2 separate regions of the Gossypium arboreum genome follow, and region 2 is linked to region 1. A link is a contact called in public Hi-C data. All regions are on one chromosome and are shown on one strand. The core of a region is the stretch at or near the end of the contact, and the rest is flanking DNA. Distances in the headings are between cores, read along the strand shown.

Region 1 (3,986 bases), core at 534-3,033:
TTTGCTTATTATCACGTTGACTCGAAGACCAGTCCATTCCTGCGGCAGGAGCCATATTCTCCTGCATTGCGGGTTGAGTGTGTCGGTGCTCCCCTTCGTACGTTACAATCAACATTGACGGATCATCAGGTGCTCGCTCCACGTGTTTCCTCGCGGGGCACCCTCTAACGCTACTGCACTTGTAATATCCTCTGAGAAAATAAGTCAAAACAAATTATCTACCGTTTGATCTAATGATATGAAGTTGCATATTGAAAAAGGAAAAGCAGCAGGATACCGCGGGAATGGGGAGCCCTTGATTGGCTTTTGCCCGTATTTCCTCCATGAATACTCGTCTGGTGGAATATCGGCGATCTTCGAACTTATGGCAGGAACCCTTATTACTTTCTTCACCCTATTTTTCCTGAAAATTATTCAATTAACCAATACACAAACCATAAGCAATAATTTGACCTAAAATAATAAAGCGGAGTAGGATTCCCTATCATGCATGCACCACCAGTGCTATGGTCCCCCCCCCCCTTCTTTTTTTTATTTTATCTTTATTCAACCAAAAAGAAAAGTCAAACTTGAAAAGCATCTCATAAGACAAAATAGTTGTAATACCGAGGTTCAGAAATTTGATTGCCACTCCCAATTAAAATTACAGCTTTTGTCGTTATCACGCGCGCTCTATCATTTAATATGCCTAAACTGTTCAACAATCCCCCAGGCTTTGACCAATAATTCTACATGATATTGATTACAGCTAAACTCGGCCGGTTTCAAAGCAACTCGACTCGAGTTAACTCATTAAGTTACTTTAAATTATTCGACTTTGAATTTTGTTTACGGTATCCCATAAAAGTCAAAAACCTAAACTGCCGGTTAAAATATGCCATGAATTGGAGGATAAAACTAGGAAAACAATATTATATACCTTCGCTTTGAGCAATGGCACTTGCTATTGCCGGAGCCAGATATCTTGCTGGAAACGTTATCGGAGTGGTCATGTTCATGGCATCTCTTCTTGAACGGTGTCGACGATAGCGGTGGCTTTCCCGTCGAAACGGCCAGTGCCGGCGCCAAGAATAGAGATGATCCCTGCTTCCCGTTCGAGACGCTGCCATCTCCGGTGATGGCAGAAGACATAAACGAAGAGTTAGAGGAAACGCTAAGGCTTTCTTTTGTGAACTCCAACTCGGTACTTTTACCGTTGGAGCCAAATAAATTAGGTTTTGTAAAGTCCAGAGTCAAACTCTGCGGCTGCGATTGAACGAAGCTAGAAGGACTGATAACCGAAGTACCGACCAGCGCCGTATTTATGTTCGCCGGCGTTGAGATCGCAGCAGAAGTTAGAGTTAGATTGTTTTGAGAATTCGGAACAGACAGAGAAGCAGAGGATGATGTCGAGGGCGAAGATGAGGAAGAAAGGGGTTGAATCGGCCCGCGTCTGAAACGAGCGTGACCGGTTCTGTTGAGAAGTGAAATGACCTTTTTGAATTTAGAGACGGTGAGATCGGCGAGGTCGGTGCAGTCGACGTTTTTGGACTGGTGAGAAAGGAGACGGATCAGGTGTTCCATGCCCTTCAAGCCTTGCGATGCAACCTCTTGTACCGCCATCTGATCATCCATCTTCGGAAAATTCATCAGATCCACCGCCATTTTGAGGTTAAAGAAACAGAAACGAAGCTTTGCAGGGAAGGTAACTTGAGAGGTCAGCAAGTCATTGAAGCCTGCGAAAAAGGAGGGGATGAAGATGAAAGGCAAAGAGTTAGAGATGTGGGAGCAACAAGGGTTGATTATAAAGGTTGAACGATGACCGGGTGACCGGGTAATAGATATGATGGGAATCCGTAGTGGAGTTTAATCCAACGGCTAAGATTGATTTTAAGAATTTCATGGAGAAAGCATTGATAATTGTTAGATCTAAATTCTGTTCTCAGTCCCTGTACTGATTACACATTTTAAATTTAATCTCTAATTTTACTTTCTAATTTAATAATTAAAGTGCAATCTAAAAACTTTAATTAAACTGGCTTATATAGCATTTTTCTAAAGTAAAATTGATTCTATGGCCAATATAAAGCCTCCCAAAATCTATGGTTCATTATATATATTTAAATTCAAACACAAAACCTTATAATTTTAAATTTAATACGTAATCCAATTTAAAAATAATTTTTTATAATGATTATCAATTCATTTTGAATTATTAATTTGGAGTAGATTTTTTAGATTAAAAGGAAAGAGACTGAAATTGAAATGTGGAAAGAGAAGAGAGAGCAAGACCAAAATTAAACCTAATTGCTTTTGCATCGTATTGTTATTGTTTTTCTTGGAAGTTTTGGACCCAAGGCGAGAAGAAAATGATGTAAGATTTGGTTTTGGTCCAAAGGAGTAAATGAGGGATTTGAAATAACTTATCAACAACGTTGACGATGACCATATAAAGTAGAAACTCTTACTATTACTAATCAAACCCAACAAGCATAGTTATGTTTAGGTTTCTTTTGTATTGGTTTTATTTCGAAGTTGGTACATGAGTTTTTCCTCCTTAGGCATGGAGAAGAGGAGTCGTTATGTATCATACTTCATTTTGATTTTGCTTTCTTGAAATGCAAATATTTGTAGGCATGGATTGAGGTCTGATTGAACTCTTAGGGTGATGGGTGAAGTCAATTTTAGTTTTTATATTATCCTTTCACATTGAAACTCAAAAGGAATGGCAAAATTAAATCAATTTTCATATTAGACAAAACAAAACTTGAATGGATGATATCTAGAAACATTAGTGTTAGTTTTTTTTTTTTTTAATTCATAGTGAAAATGTCTTAAGCCAATCAAATCTGTTGATAAAAAGTTGAAATTTTGAGATATTGAATGTTAAATTTAAACAAATTTTACATTGAAAAGAATTTCAAAGATAGGCTCAAAGCTGACTAAAAGTCGGGAATCACGTGTAGTCCTTCCCTTTTTATTAATATAAAACAGTTGACCAACTTTTTTATTTTTATTTTTTCTACAAAACCGGATGGTGCCGGTAATTCTTTTCTTAACCCTTCGATTATTCCACCGCGAATCTAACGGTTGTTTAGCTCATGACAGAGTTGACTATTAAGTAGCCACGTGGCATCACTTTTAATGAGTCATGAAATATTAGCCGGTACCCAGTGAAGAAAATGGACCGAGTCCCTCAATACTGTCTTTCACACTGCTTATCTCACTTCATTATTATTTTTGTGAGGTTAAAAAATAATAATAATAAAAGTATTCAATGAGATATATATTTGGATTAAAACAGAGAAATACAAATGATTATTAAAAGTAATTATATTAACTAGAATAATATATATTATAATTGTTTGCCAAAAAGAATATAATATTTTTAAACATAATTAAGATTATATTTATATAAAAAATATATCATTTCTGAAAATTATCATCATCCCGATCTTATATTTCAGCATTGTTTCCTAATTGAAAATCATTGTATTTTGTAGCTATTATGAATGAATTGCATTCCTATAAAATGCAATTAGATTTACAACATTGAGATCAAATAAAAATGATAAAATAAAGTGTAATTATGATTAAGTTAATAACAGGTGTCCGGCAGTTAAATATTTGTATCTACTATATTTAAAATATTCAAATTCTAGTATTATTTTAATCTCGAATATTTAAATTTAAAAAAATTCCATACAAAATTTCATTAGCCATGCAGTTAAAACATTGTTTGGTTTTTTAAACTGCTTTCATCAGCGATGGTAAATAGATTGATTTTAAGTTAATCAAATGTAAAAGCACATATTTTGCATTTTTGCATTTGAGAAATGCATGCTTTTGCTTTTTAAAGCCAAATCATAATTTTAACCATTGTTTATAATTTAATGTATTTTATGAATTATTTAAATTGTATATAGAATTAATTTTTTATTGAAACTATTTCAAATGCATAACATGTTGGGATCTAGTGCAGTCACCAAATGTACTTGTAATTTTCA
Region 2 (3,986 bases), core at 445-2,944, 260 kb after region 1:
CTATCAACATGATAGAAGTTTTATTTATTTTTCTTGATGATTATTCATTCTAGAGCTAAAGAAAAAGAAGCAAAGATTAGTAGGGTGATGCTGATGGCAACTGAAAGAAAAATACATACAGAATCAAGTAATCACAATGTACTTTTTAATAACCCAACTTGATCTTCATATTCCTTAATGTTCCCTCTAGGATTCTCCTCAAATCTTGCTATCCTGAACTGTTTTAGCTCAACTCCCTTTGCCTTTCCTATAAGCGCTAAATCAGCCAATATCCTCCCTATCGCGGGTGACATCTTGAACCCATGACCTGAAAACCCACCTCCGATCACCACATCCTTCCCGAACTCCCCTCCCAAAAAATCGATCACGAAATCCTCATCAGGTGTCATCGAGTACACACACAATTGAGTTATGACTGGTTTGCTCGAATCGACTTTCCCTTTGAATCTTTGCTCAACCCATTGCTTTAATGAGTCGGGCACAAGTCCTGGTCCCCATGGCCTTTTGTCTGGGTTACATTGATAGCCTCCATGTACTGCTACTTTAATCAATCCCGGGTACTCCAGTGACGGTGTTCCATAAATGTATGGATGTCCGTAGCTAGCGAACGTCGGAAAATCATTTCCAATTGTATACTCGACCTCGTGTCCGTCCTTAATCCGCCAATAACATACATTGGTTTCCAATGGTTGGATAGGAAGTTCAATGCCGCACACCGTTTTAACCAAATTTCTCATCCAACCACCCACTGTCACCACACATTTTTTGCCCCAAAAAATTTCACCATTACTTGCAGCTACCTTCAGTCCTCGGTCACCATCTTTGTTTATGCTAACCACTTTGATGTTGTCCTTAAGGCATGCACCATTCTTGAAAGCCAGCATTTGGAACATTGACACTGCCTTGGTGGGCTTGATGATGCCGCCAAGCTCGCACGACACACCAATCCAGTCCTCCGGTATATTGATCCGTCCCGAAAATCTTTCAGCGACTTCCCGGTGATCGAGGACTTGGTACGGGATGGCGTTCTTTCGACAAGTAGCGATCACAGAAAGGAGACCCTTGGTGTCGGATGGACCCATGTCGAACTGTTGGGCCTTGAAGTAAACCTTGAACCCGATTTCAGATTGAGCCTGCTCCCACAACCGATAGGACTCATCGACCAAGCCGAAGTAGTAGTCTTCAGGGTACGTTGCTCGTATGGTGCGTGACTCGCCGTGAGACGAACCTCGATGGTGGAGAAAGTCAAACTGCTCGAGGAGTAGCGTTTTTTGGCCTCTTTTGGCTAGTTGGTACGCCGTGGAGCTCCCCATGACGCCCGCCCCTACGACGATTACGTCAAATTCAAAGTCCGAATATCCCATATTCGTCGCACTGTTACAGTGACAGAAAGGGGGTTTAGCTATTCCTTTCAACTTGGCTTAGTTATTATTTCGCAGTGTGTGGCATATATAGTAGTACTAGCCAATAGCAGTAGGCATCTAAAATGATATTTTAATGTAAAAAAAGGCCCACATTTGGGAGGTAATTTCATTATTGCCATATGTTGTTTGTTTCTTCCTGATTTGACTAAAGATTAATGCTAAATTCCGTAATACATACGAAAGTTGGTAAGCAATATATTTGGAACGTTTCATGTTCTAATTATGCTTCCAGTTCATGTATTTTTTCACATTTTAGATTCAGTCCTTTCTTTTAATTCTATAAAATTCCTCAATTCCGTTCATTTAATAATTATAGTTTAATTAATAGAATCCTTAAAATATTTATATTAAAGTTGTTGTAAGCATTTTTGTTCGAGTTAAACTTGAATTAAGTTTGATTTGCACAATAAAAAGATTTAAACTTTTGAATTTTATGATTATTTTTACCCATGATTATTGTTGTTAATAAAAAAGATCTCGTGTTTTCTTAACAAAACCCAATGTTTTGAAATTAATTTTTTTATATTTTCTCAAATTTGTAAAATTGTTTTTGTTTAAAATTAATTATGACACAGAAAATTATGTGACATTTTAAATTTAATATGATGAAAGTAATGAAAAAAGTCTGAATAATCTTACAACACCGTATTTGCTTATTTAACCACGTAATCATTTAAAAAAGAAAAAACAAATCACATAATTCAATTTTGAGTTAAGTCAATGCACTAAATATAACAGAAATACAACAACAATGAGCATAATTAATGCAATGGCATCAAAATCAAGTGCAAGGAAAAACATTATACTTTTGCTGCACATTGATGGCCACCACAATTAAGGTTGAAATGAAGTCTTCTTAATGATGAAATAGGACTTTATTGAAAAAAAAAAGAAAGGGACTTTATCATTTAAAAAAAGAGTTGATAATGAGAATCTTGTGGAAAGCCAATCCCTTTGTCATATTAGGTAGCTTTATTTGTGCAACACCCTTCATTTTTGTCACCATCCATTTATCCCTTTCTTTTTTTTCTTTTTTTCTTTTTATGGTTAATTGATCTTTTGCTTTCTATGATGGCCCACTTTAGTATTATTATTTGATTATAAGCTCAGTGTATTTATGCATGTATGCTGAGAAATTAATAACATGGTGTTTGTTTTAAGCAGGTTCCAAAAATGGAGGGTCTTGGTTTACCTAATGCAATCACAATTGAAATGATTTTGTTTATTCAGTAGGTTCTGCAATATACAGACTGGCATTGTAGCATCAATCTATCATAACGACAAATTGAATGTGGCATGGCTGACTCATCAATGACTAAACATTTGACCCACTAACAATAACATATTCACTCATCATCTTTATTGTCCTCCGAAATTAGAACTTCTTACAACTTGCAAGCTCAGAATGATTTAAGTCTAATGTATAATTTAATATTTGATTTAGTTTTAATAATTAATTGGATATTTAAAATTTTTTATCTCAATTTAATATTTGAGTTAAATTTTAATGTCCAATTTAATACATAGATTAATACATGTACAGATAGGGTGACATCTTTTAAATTTAGTTCACTTTGAAGCTATCAATTTTAAGTTCTTAAAAATCAGTTAACTTGCAACATATTTTTAATGAAATCTAGACATTTTTCTAGTTAAGATGTCTTCTAATCGATGAACGATTGATCTCTTAAATTCAAAACTCACTTTGAATTATCTTATTCTGAACTCGGTAGCTCGAGTTATGACCATTTTAGTAAAGACTGTATAAGCATAATTTTTAGGACGAGATTATTATGGGAATTATGAGTTTTGAGCTCTTATTCGTGTTTAAATCATATTGAGTTTGATTTTAAAGCTTAATTTTGATTATAAATAATCCTCTATTTTTATTTATTAAGTTATATATTTTTTGTATTTATTTATTTCGAATTTTAGGATATTTTTAAATATTTTATGTTGCTTAGAGGTTTTATATTTCTTAGTTGTCAAGAAGATTTAGTGCAACTAAAATTACTTATTGTTTAGCCAATTAGAAGTTTTATTGAATTAGGAGTTTGTTTTTCATTCAGTTTCTTATGGAGTGTGCCTCACATTTTGGCCGAAATGGATCTGACATCGTGATGACGAAGAGCCGACATCTCAACGACATGACACACAACGTCCCGATGAGAAGAACCCGAAGTCTCGATGACGGGACATGTGATGTCCTGACGAGCCGATAGTGACGTCACGACGTGGCGATGTGTTCCTTACTAAATTAGGTGTTTTCTCCTAATTAAACTCTGCTATCTTTTCTCAGTCAAACTCTAACAACTCTAAAGACATTTCAATCAGATTAGCCCACGAATTTTAGTCTATAAATAGGGATTTTAGCAACCTTAGAGAGTTGGATTCAACAACACAATTAAGAGAGAGTTTTGTGGGAATTTTGAGAGAACTTTGTATCTTGGGTTCGGGTTTATTTTTGTTTCTCCACCTTGTATTCATTATTGATTATTTGTCATTTTAGTGAAGTTTCCTTTGCTTGTGGTTTTATTATCCTTTTAACAGAAGTTTTTCTAC

The links. A called contact is a pair of places that touch in the nucleus more often than the background predicts.
Region 2: a Hi-C map of leaf shows a contact between it and region 1, with 2.7 times the contacts expected there. The contact joins the promoter of LOC108486417 here to the promoter of LOC108484059 in region 1. A contact is called at or near these places in 2 of 5 Hi-C or Micro-C datasets (both in leaf).

Annotation. Positions count from the first base shown.
Region 1 is chr6:93,053,162-93,057,147 of ASM2569848v2, forward strand. LOC108484059 (probable WRKY transcription factor 17) reads right to left here and starts at 1,784. Exons shown (of 4, transcript XM_017787686.2): 1 at 920-1,784; 2 at 278-403; 3 at 40-191; 4 at 1-37. The coding sequence starts at 1,644. The coding sequence ends at 12.
Region 2 is chr6:93,316,332-93,320,317 of ASM2569848v2, forward strand. It overlaps LOC108486417 (probable sarcosine oxidase), which reads right to left and starts at 1,695. Exons shown (of 1, transcript XM_017790470.2): 1 at 1-1,695. The coding sequence starts at 1,364. The coding sequence ends at 132.